Linked DNA regions of Hordeum vulgare: region 2 is linked to region 1. The links are chromatin contacts, called in public Hi-C maps. All regions are on one chromosome and are shown on one strand. Each heading gives the region's core, a stretch centred on a gene start, on an enhancer-like site or on the middle of the called end of the contact. The rest is flanking DNA. Distances are from core to core; before and after follow the strand shown.

What was found. Hi-C and Micro-C count contacts between places; a contact is called where the count stands out from the background.
Region 2: a contact with region 1 is called in a Hi-C map of leaf, with 5 times the contacts expected there. The contact joins the promoter of LOC123443049 here to the promoter of LOC123443047 in region 1. A contact is called at or near these places in 3 of 6 Hi-C or Micro-C datasets (all in leaf).

What each region holds. Positions count from the first base shown.
Region 1 is chr3H:78,692,237-78,698,041 of MorexV3_pseudomolecules_assembly, reverse strand. It overlaps LOC123443047, which reads right to left and starts at 2,415. Exons shown (of 11, transcript XM_045119278.1): 1 at 2,175-2,415; 2 at 1,743-2,065; 3 at 1,140-1,470; 4 at 977-1,023; 5 at 820-861; 6 at 623-685; 7 at 1-5. The coding sequence starts at 1,141.
Region 2 is chr3H:79,478,871-79,484,675 of MorexV3_pseudomolecules_assembly, reverse strand. LOC123443049 reads left to right here and starts at 2,625. Exons shown (of 3, transcript XM_045119279.1): 1 at 2,625-3,192; 2 at 3,303-3,414; 3 at 5,230-5,805. The coding sequence starts at 2,999. The coding sequence ends at 5,631.

The DNA.
Region 1 (5,805 bases), core at 1,166-3,665:
AGCGCCTGCGAGGAGTACAAAAGTGAGAAACAGTAGCAAGTAGGTAGCAAAGTGCAAAGAACATCATCAAACATGATGAGGCTGCTGTGCAGGCGTGCAGTTATAAATTATTCTGCACACCACCCATGTGTGCAAATTGTGAAGTAACTACCAAAAGCATGGCAACGGAGAACTTAAGAGAAACAATGTTCAGATATAGATAAGACAACTTCTGCAAAGAAGGACAAACAACAGGCACAGTAACCAATCAAGACTGTATTAAAAGCAGCAATAACAAAAACAATATGATAAAGCACAGCACCTGTTGAAAAAAAAATGTGATAGCACAATCATCATCGTTGAGCTAGTCCATTCTAATTTTGCAGAGAAATAAGCTACATGGCTAGAGGTGTGGCTTCAAAACTACACCCTCTGTTTCTAAATATAATACGCTTTGGCAGTAGGGACAGAGGTAGTACTATGCAGGCGTAGCACACGAGCACTTCAAGAACAATTTACTGCCGGCAAAGATACCTTATTGCATAAACCAAACGTTTTTCTTTGGAAATGACACTAAACTTGCTGTTTTCTTCAAACGGGACAACACTAAAGGTTTATAAGATGAAAGGAGGTTCGAAGTTACCTTTGCTAGATGTTGATTGGACTGGATCAGCTTGACGCGGCTTACCAGCTTCCACACTTCTACCTGAAGATCACGTAACTTTATCAGTTGTTGTTGTGCTAATCCTAATCAACAAGAAGTTGGGCATAAATACAGTCTGACATATATAATATAAGTTAAAACAACAAATAGAGCTAGAAAAGAGAGTAGTTCTTTACCAACAAGTTCCACCAGCCATTCCTTAGCCTTAACTGAAGCTTCTGGCATTGATAAGACAGAGGAGAAAAAACTTGTTAGTTAATAAGCAGAGCACAAGCATAATAATTAGGAGGTAGCAAGGGCAGCCACAAGAGGCCTGTGATGATAGTATCATACCACGAGTTAACTCCTGAAAGTGATTACTTGAAGTCAAAGAGGGCAGCCTGCACAAAGCATGGAACGTATCTATAATTAGTTAGGGTGCCACCAAGAGTTGGGAGAAAGAAGTAAAAGTGAAGAGCATTTCAGTTCGTGCAAAGAAAATTTATGATGCACATACATCTTCTTCTTCTGAAGATAAAGCCCGGCAAGCACAGACGGCGGGACATGGCCGCCCTGTTTCTTCACGCGGCGCCTCGGACATAAACTAGTAAAATACAGCCGATGTGGCAATCAAACTAACAGTCACAGGCTAGTAAGGAATCGAGCCAATAAATTGGGAGGGGTCAGTAGCATGCCTAGCGTGGCCAAATCCGAGGGGAAGTACGTTCTGGGGATTCATTGACCCGCGGCAGGGGCGCATATAGTCTTTCAACTCTGAAGTCTGACTAACCAAATCATACATGATCGACGATGCCTCACACCTCACGCGAATCAAGTCCACAGAATCCCTGCATTCACGACATGACACATATATATTTGAGGCTCAGACAGAAACAATTACTGAAATGATGGCAAAACGAACTTTTTTGTGGCAACTTTATTTGACGCGGGGATGGCAAGCTTAGTTGACAAGCATGCTTGTCAACTAAGCTTGCCATCCCTCGCGTATATAAATTGCCACACACAAAAAAAAACGTTTGATTTGCCATTGGTAAATCCCAAACGTTCGGGGCTTATCTGCGTCCAACAATTAAAATTGATTGGGTCAGTGGGATGATACCTAAGTGACTTGGACTCGATGAGGGACGAGAAGATGGCGCGGAGCTTAGTGAGGGACTGAGGGCAGGGCTGCTTGTGAAGAAGCGGTCCAAGCACAGACTGACTGCTGCTGTTACGGAGAGGGCCTCCTTTTTGCCGGAGACGATGTCATCGATAGCTTTGTGGACGCGGAGAAAGTGGCAGAGGGCGCGGCCGTGGACGCCCAGCGGATGATCGGACGGCAGGAAGCGGGTGAGATATTTGATGGCCTCGCTCCACTGGCCGTGGAGTACCAGTTTGTGCAGATGGATCGCATCCATGAACGCATCCGTCTCGCCAGTGAATCTGCATGCGCGCACGAATTATCAGGCAACTCGTAGACAAATCCACTGCTATGCAGGCGTTAGATATCAAATCAATCGAACAATTAAGCGGGGATTTTCAAGGTACATACGTTCGAAGGGTTTGGGTGAATTTGTGACTCAAGAGGAACATCAGGAGTCGCCGCTGCCGAAGGCGCGACACGCAGGGGTACTCCGCCAAACGCTTGCGCTTGTCGCCGGCGATGGAGAACCCGAACCCACCGGCCGGCTTCCCCCCGCCGCGGCTTTTCCTTTGAGATGTCATCGCGCCGGTGGAGGGGGCAGCAAAAGGGAGGGATCGAGGGAGGGAGGGGTTTAGGGCCGGCCTTGAGAACGGAGGGGACAAGTGAGGATTGGGCTTTCCGTGTGCGGCCGAAAAACTATTAATTAAGGAAAGTAAAATCTTTACTTTTACCTAATCTCTTCCTAATCTCTCTCTAATCTCTCCCTAATAATAAAGCACATACGGTTTTTGATCGTCCGTCATGAAAATTACCCATAAAGTTAGCATAAATTACCCACCATGCCACTGGTAAATAATAGAAAACGTTTTACAAAGCGAAAAATCTTGGACTGGGCCGGCCCATGTAAAAACCTCCTATATTACGCTCTACATGCTGGAAGATTATCCAGCACATCGTATGGGCCGGCCCATGCACATGCACCTGCTTTTAGTTCCGTTTATTTATTTATTTTCAGTTTAATAGTTTTATTTTTATATTTTAAATAATTTAGAACTTCAAACAATCTTTAAATTTTTAATAAACTGAAAATTATAAATTAACATATTTAAAAAGTAAAATGTTTGTGACTTCAAAAACTGTTCGGAGTTTTGTAAAAAATGCTCGCATATATAATAAAATATTTGCAATTTTAGAAAAATGTTTGTACAATAAGAAAAGTCCATGATTTCAAATACAATTCCATGTATTAAAAATTATTAAAGACATTTATCAAAATGCTTTCTAATTCAAAATATGTTAATGCATTTAAAAAATGTCCAAATTTTTTGAAAATAGCTAATGCCTGTTTTGATAGTTTCTTTTTTTATTTAAAATTTTTCGTTCCATTTTATTTTATTTCTAATGTATATAATTTAGAATTACAAAAACTTTTGCATATTAAAAAATAGGAATTTTAAATTAAAATGCTGACGAAAACATAAAATGTTTGTTGATTCAAAAAAAGCGTCGGTTTTTTATATTTTTTTTTTAAATTCCAAAACAATGTCCATGAATTTAATAAATATATTACTGATTTATAGAAATGTTTGTTTATTCAGAAAAACTTCATGCGTTTCAAAAAATGTTTGTGAATTTAAAATAAATCCTCCAATATAAAAAACTATGTTCGTCTTTTCTTGAATTTGTCGCCAATTCACAAGAAAATATTTAAACCCGTTCGAAATATAAAAAATATTCACGATTTTAGTAAATGTTTTTAAATTATCAAAAATGTTTTCGATTTTAAAATTGTTCCCATATTTGTAAAATTGTTCACGAAAGATCTAATGCATGTAGTTAAACATTAATGTTTCTATGTCTTTGTGACAATATACCTTTGTGAATTTTGAAGAATTAACTGTTGGATGGATCGAATTATTATTGTATGTTTGCTAAACAAAATCTTGAAATTCAGATAAATCTTTGAGTTACCAAGATTTTTTACTACCATGATATATATTTTTTGGAAATGTAAAGAATGCTTCAACTTGTGAATAAATTTAAAAGAAGAAACATTTTCTTGCATTTGTGCATAAAATTTTAAAATCAAACGATGATATATGAACATAATGTGGTTACCATCATTGGAGATTATGTTTTTTTTTCTTTCGTGGCAACGCACGGGTAATTTTGCTATTAATAATAAAGCAAATACGGTTTCTGGTCGTCCGTCATGGAAATTACCCCTAAAGTTTGCATAAATTACCTAACATGCCACTGGTAAGTAATAGAAAACGTTTCACAAATCGAAAATTCTTGGACTGGGCCAGCCCATGTAAAAACCTCCTATATTACGCTCTGGATGCTGGAAGAATATCCAGTACACCGTATGGGCCGGCCCATGCACATGCGCCTGCTTTTAGTTCCGTTTAGTTATTTATTTTCAGTTTCGTAGTTTTATTTTTATATTTTAAATAATTTAGAACTTCAAATAGTCTTTAAATTTTTAATAAACTGAAAATTATAAATTAACATATTTAAAAAGTAAAATGTTTGTGACTTCAAAAACTGTTCGGAGTTTTGTCAAAAATGCTCGCATATACAATAAAATGTTTGCAATTTTAGAAAAATGTTTGTACAATAAGAAAAGTCCATGATTTCAAATACAATTCCATGTATTAAAAATTATTAAAGACATTTATCAAAATGCTTTCTAATTCAAAATATGTTAATGCATTTAAAAAATGTCCAAATTTTTTGAAAATAGCTAATGCCTGTTTTGATAGTTTCTTTTTTTATTTAAAATTTTTCGTTCCATTTTATTTTATTTCTAATGTATATAATTTAGAATTACAAAAACTTTTGCATATTAAAAAATAGGAATTTTAAATTAAAATGCTGACGAAAACATAAAATGTTTGTTGATTCAAAAAAAGCGCCGGTTTTTTATATTTTTTTTGCAAATTCCAAAACAATGTCCATGAATTTAATAAATATATTACTGATTTATAAAAATGTTTGTTTATTTAGAAAAACTTCATGCGTTTCAAAAAATGTTTGTGAATTTAAAACAAATCCTCCAATATAAAAAAGTATGTTCGTCTTTTCTTGAATTGGTCGCCAATTCACAAGAAAATATTTAAACCCGTTCGAAATATAAAAAATATTCACGATTTTAGTAAATGTTTTTAAATTATCAAAAATGTTCTGGATTTTAGAATTGTTTCCATATTTGTAAAATTGTTCACGAAAGATCTAATGCATGTAGTTAAACATTAATGTTTCTATGTCTTTATGACAATATACCTTTGTGAATTTTGAAGAATTAACTGTTGGATGGATCAAATTATTATTGTATGTTTGCTAAACAAAATCTTGAAATTCAGATAAATCTTTGAGTTACCAAGATTTTTTACTACCATGATATATATTTTTTGGAAATGTAAAGATTGCTTCAACTTGTGAATAAATTTAAAATAAGAAACATTTTCTTGCATTTGTGCATAAAATTTTAAAATCAAACGATGATATATGAACATAATATGGTTACCATATTTGGAGATTATGTTTTTTTTCTTTCGTGGCAACGCACGGGTAATTTTGCTAGTAATAATAAAGCAAATACGGTTTCTGGTCGCCCGTCATGGAAATTACCCCTAAAGTTTGCATAAATTACCCACCATGCCACTGGTAAGTAATAGAAAACGTTTCACAAAGCGAAAAATCTTGGACTGGGCCAGCCCATGTAAAAACCTCCTATATTACGCTCTGGATGCTGGAAGAATATCCAGCACACCGTATGGGCCGGCCCATGCACATGCGCCTGCTTTTAGTTCCGTTTAGTTATTTATTTTCAGTTTCGTAGTTTTATTTTTATATTTTAAATAATTTAGAACTTCAAATAATCTTTAAATTTTTAATAAACTGAAAATTATAAATTAACATATTTAAAAAGTAAAATGTTTGTGACTTCAAAAACTGTTCGGAGTTTTGTAAAAAATGCTCGCAAAGACAATAAAATGTTTGCAATTTTAGAAAAATGTTTGTACAATAAGAAAAG
Region 2 (5,805 bases), core at 1,376-3,875, 790 kb before region 1:
AAAGTTGATACAAAACTAATTTATTTTTGAATCACTTATTTTAAAACGAAGGAAGTAGTATGTAAAAGAAAAAAAAGAAAATATATGAATCTTCATACAAGATCAATTGATAATAGTATCGATTGTGACATAGTAAAATTTCAGTCGACGGGGACTTAGCAAAACTATTTTTTTTCAGTGCTTATGAAACTATTGAAAAATGTGCACACGCTTCCATCGCGAATGATGGAAGGACCTCGAAGGAGCCTGGAAGGACCACCAAAGTCTTTTCGTAAAACTCCAGGAACAACTCTCCATACGCCTTGAACTTTTCTTTAATACAATACTCGTGAATACTCATATATATACATACACTTAATTTTATAAATTTACGTACACTGTACCGTATGAGCGCCTTCAAGATATCGTGTGGGCGCAACATTTTGAGATTGAAGACGTCGCCATGCAAGATTTCATAGTTGACGGAAAAGTCTTCTTCCACTAAACAAATATCTGTTGAATGTGTGAAAAATGTGACCGCTAGTGCCACATCTATGACTTCAAACTCCCGTGTGTTGTTCCCACCATAAGGAACCTAACCATATGTGATATGCTCAGTTCGTCCTATACGGTGGATTCGTGGTGTTATTTTATACTCCATCCGTCTTAAAATATGTGTCGTAAATTTAGTATTAGGTTAGTATAAATTTGATACTAAAACAACGACATTTATTTTGAGACGGATGAAGTTTTTATAGAATCAGCTGATAAAAATATGGGAATGTGAGGGTTGGCAAGGGAAAGGGGACCAACATTTTCTTGTCACCAAATAACAACTGCATATTTTATAAGCTAGACATGATAAAATCCATACGCTGTTTGTTGCTTTCTCAAAAAGCTACTTTTTGGGACATTTGGGCCTAAACTCCATATAGCTCAAACAGCTGTAGAGTGATTGATTGAATCTCAGGTCTCAAGTGCAAGTAGGCAACTAGCCATTGCTGGAGCTCTATGGGTTGGCAGCCATGGAGTGAACTGACGGGGCAGCTAGGCACACTCGATAAGACCTCCACATGCTTGATTGCTTGCTCCTACTTCATGTACATAGATACACGGATAGCCCCTCGACAAAAACGTGCGCTGTCGATGGCCAAACCCTGGGGGACACAGATGGGTCCGACATGATAGCGATATGCTATCCTATCCCGGCCAGCGTGTGCTTCAAATACACACACTGACTGACTGACACACACATATAAAGTTGTTCTTTGTGCAGAAATATATGGCTGTTCTTTTCTGCAATGGAAGTATATATAGAATATATATGTGGTTGCCCTTATATTTATGCACATATCTGCACACACACTTACTACGTGTGGCGCGTGGGAGCATACAGTTGATGTAATGGTTTCGAAGTACCAGCAGATTTTATAGATTATATATTTCAAACAATGAAAATAAGATTTTGGACGGTGAAACAAACACAAACAATAAATGCTTTGGATGAAACAAAATGTTACATCAAAGATAGTCCGGGGTTGTCCTCTTAGCTTCACCTTTTACATCTCGATTTTTTCCTTTCACATTCCCAGTGAGAAAAGCGTGGAAGACCAAATATACATAAGTTGGATTAATCGTAAAGTTTTAAAATAGCTGCATTCATTGTTCACCTCCAATGGACAAGAAAACTAGGCTGCTAGACGCGTTGTAGCCACGAACAAACTTCTTGCAGTGTAAGTCGAATCACTAATTCTTCGCCACGATACAATCGAAGAACAATGCCATGACCAAACATAGGAACGAAACCGGAAATTCAGTGCATAAAGTTCATCGACCACGGCCAAATTAATTAGGCCGAAGCATTGGATGACAATCTCTGCCGAATTAGGAGCCATTGATTTATAGTCCAAACACACCACATGTTCTTTGGTACCAGTCACGAAAAGATAGGGTTTGAGAGGTGGGACTTTTATTCCACTTGACATTGCCACCACCATCACATATATACCTCTAGGACACAATAAGCACAAATAGAGAAAACAATTAAAAACGCTCTCTGATTGTTGGCTTGTTGGCTTGAAATTAACTAGGCGATCTTGCTCAAGTAGGTCAGTTAGAGTGGAACTCATTGCTGGGTCAATTTTCCGTGTAATGTATGTGTTCGCACCTCTATTTCCACAAACGGTTTTGGTGAATCTCAGTGCGAAGATTAGATGTTTGTTGTTGTTGTTGTTGTTGTTGAGCAAAAGCAATAAATATGAGAATATTTGTTTGGTACCGAGGTGGTGGGGTTATCATGAAAAGGAAAAAAGGACAACACAACTGGGCAACGCGTAATTAGCTATAAACGGGGAGCACGACGCAATGATGCACACACAACAGCCTGATACATCATCATCATAAATTCATAACCATCATCATCTGTTTTTGCCTTTCTTGGCTCCCTTTCGTTCGGAGAGTGCAGTGCAGCGTTTCTGCTGGCATTTTATCCGCGCCGCGGCGCGCGTATACGGAGTTCGATCGCTCCTTGGTTCATATAGTTGGGCCGTTTATCAGAGCGAGGGATGGTCACACACTTTTCAGCCACCTACCTAGCTGTCGGTGCATGTGCGAGTTCTCCATACCCTCTATATAAACGGCCCTCGAGCTCTCTTGCAGCTCACACCCACACCAACTAGCTTCCTTCCATCCACCTCTCTCGCCCGCATCTCAGCCGATTTTCCGGCAGCGCGTACGTAGCGTCCGGCAGTGTGTAGCCAGCGCACGTACGTCGGCCGGCCGGCAATCTCCGCCGTGTCCATTTCATCGCCACCGCACGTACGCGCGTACCGACTCGAGCCTGCGGCTAACCGGCGGGTAGTGTCACGTACGCACGGAGTTTGCCCTCGTGCTGGGACGACGACTGTGCAGGCGGCCTGCTGCTCTAGGTATACACGGCAGGTGGGTTGGCGCGGTCCTCGGAAAAGAACAACACTCTAGCAGGAAGAAGGCGGAAAGGCTTTTAGGCACGATCGAGAGGATGGTGAACACGGCGTCGGCGGGCGTGAACAAGGCGGCGGCGGCGCAGGGCGGTCGCGGGGCTCTGCCGCTGGCGTCGCTGAACCACATCTCGGTGGTGTGCCGGTCGCTGGAGAGCTCGCTCGGCTTCTACCGCGACGTCCTCGGCTTCATCCAGATCCGCCGCCCGGGCTCCTTCGACTTCGACGGCGCATGGTACGTACGATACGATCGTCCGGCGGCGCACCGGCGATGCGGCCTAGCACTAATATTGTACCAGGAGTATTTCTTAGCCCACATATGATGACATGGTTGCCGGTTTTCAGGCTCTTCAACTTCGGGATCGGCGTGCATCTGCTGCAGGCGGAGGACCCGGAGAGCTTGCCGCCAAGGAAGACGGAGATCAACCCCAAGGACAATCACATCTCCTTCACCACGGTATATTACCAATCTCATCAATCAACCACTACCATTGCCCCCACTTGTGCCCATAGTTACTCACTCAAAAAAAAAAAAAATAGAGAGTGGCATTGCATTGCACCATTGCCCACACCTTGGCCTGTTTCTCAGCTAGCTTGCTCTGACTTGTGACTAGAATAGTAATTAAACGATTCTTCCAGAAACAGATCGGTTCAAAAACTAGACAGCCGCACATGCTGCTCGATGAATCTGGAGTAACTGAAATCACGTGCGAGTGCATGCCAACTCCACATACGTGTGTACAAAACAGCTATTGGCTGGAATTTCAGTTGGTTGATTGTCAGCTATTGGCTGCACTTGGCCAAAGTAGTACAGCTAGGCGTTCCCGGCTCCATCGTCCATGCCACAGAGATCGATTTCTCTGCCTCCACCTTCAGGATTTGCTTGCCACGCGCGGAGGCGCAAGTGGCCTCGACCGGTCTCATCCACCTCGTACCGTCGTACGCCAGGTAGAGAAACGACAGCCGAGATCCAATCAGCATCGTGTATATATATGTATAGCTAGTCGCTATGGAGTAACTAATAATGATCATTGCTCTAGCTAGTTGATTGTTCTTGGTCAATGGCAACCGGAGTAGATTTTTTCCATGTAGATCAGATCAACAGGTGTACTAGCTAGAGTACACTAGCTTCCTACCGTAACTTCCAAGGTGGATGTGAAACACGCTGTTCCACTCATCTTGGATGCGTACGTCCAAACAGATCTCGATCCAGGGATGGTTCCAGCTAAACTACACTTGACAAACGCAACACCAGAACATGGTTACTCCTCTCTTATAGTATTTCTTTACGGAGGGAGTACTACATAGTGGAGTACGTGGTATATATATTGGTTCATTGGAGATCTGGAATTGAAAATCAGGTCATGAGAGGAATGCACCCACATGCACGATCATGCCGCGCCATCACCGTGCATGCATGCACGCCGCACGCATGCATGTCCACCCTTGATCTCGCAACAACAACCACATAAAATAAAGTCTTGGCCTGGTACATGCACAGCGTACACCGTACCGTTGTGATGCCTCCACCACCACAGGAAGCAGATCGCAGTTGCACCCACGTTGATCACGACACCTGCGGTAGTGGAGCGGACGAGCGGTACCAGTACCTGGCTCTGTTCGATCTTGTCGTGCGCCGATAGCGAATACTCCCCCCATTTATAAATATAAGTTGTTTTAGAGGTTTTTAATACGAACTACATGTGGATGTATATAAACATATATTAAAGTATATATTTATTTCCTTTGTTTCGTATGTACGTCATAATAAAATCTCTACAAAGATTTTATATTTAAGAACGGAGGGAGTATTACGGTACCAGCTAGACTGTGTCTTGCCCGTCTACACCGTATTGTGGCTGCACAATTTTCCTTCTGTCTCCATGCACATGCACACTCGAAAGCGATTCTCCAACCGGACTCGATACGGATTCTCCCCGTGAGCACACGAACGTGATGGATGGAGATGGAGGGCGACACGGTGGACGCATGCGTGAGTTGGCCAGTGACACGGTCACATGCGCGTATAGCGTCTGTCTAGTCTAGCACTAGCAAACGCCTTCGTGATATATATAGTGCCGTGTGCTTATAATTTCGAGCTAGATTACATGCATGTGGCCTGAATGTGATGGCCGGTTTGCGAGAGGATAGACCTAACGTGGATATCTTGTGTGCTTGTGTGGCTGTGGGTGCATGTACGTACGACATGTCACATCTCTGTGTGTGTGTGGCTGACGTGTCATCTGTGTTGCTTCGTGTGCATGCGTTGCAGTGCGAGAGCATGGAGGCGGTGCAGCGGCGGCTCAAGGAGCTGGGCATCCGGTACGTGCAGCGGCGGGTGGTGGAGGGCGGCATCCACGTCGACCAGATCTTCTTCCACGACCCCGACGGTTTCATGATCGAGGTCTGCACCTGCGACAACCTCCCCGTCATCCCGCTCGTCACGCAGCTCGACGCCGCCGCCTGCGCGCCGGCGATCGTCGGCGTCGCGCCCAGCTGCAAGAGGGTCTCCAACCAGCACCACCAGCTCAGCAACAACGTGCCCGACGTCCCGCCAACGGCGGCTCAGCAGTCCGTCGGCGGCGGCTGCGTCGGGGAGGTCGTCGACCCGGCGGCCACCATGTCCGCCAGCACCATGATGACCTGCTCCGAGCACGCCTGCATGCAGGTGTAATCATTCACCAGTTGGCTCGCGGGGACGCGACGTTTTGACGGACTGTCGAGCTCAAGCTCGAGCCAGGCATCGTTTGTTTTTCTGCGGTTTCTTTTGCGCGTAATTAGCTGTGTTTAGCACCGGTCGGTTTTCTTCTCTTTTCTTCGTCCAGTATATTTGAGTTTGTACGTAAAT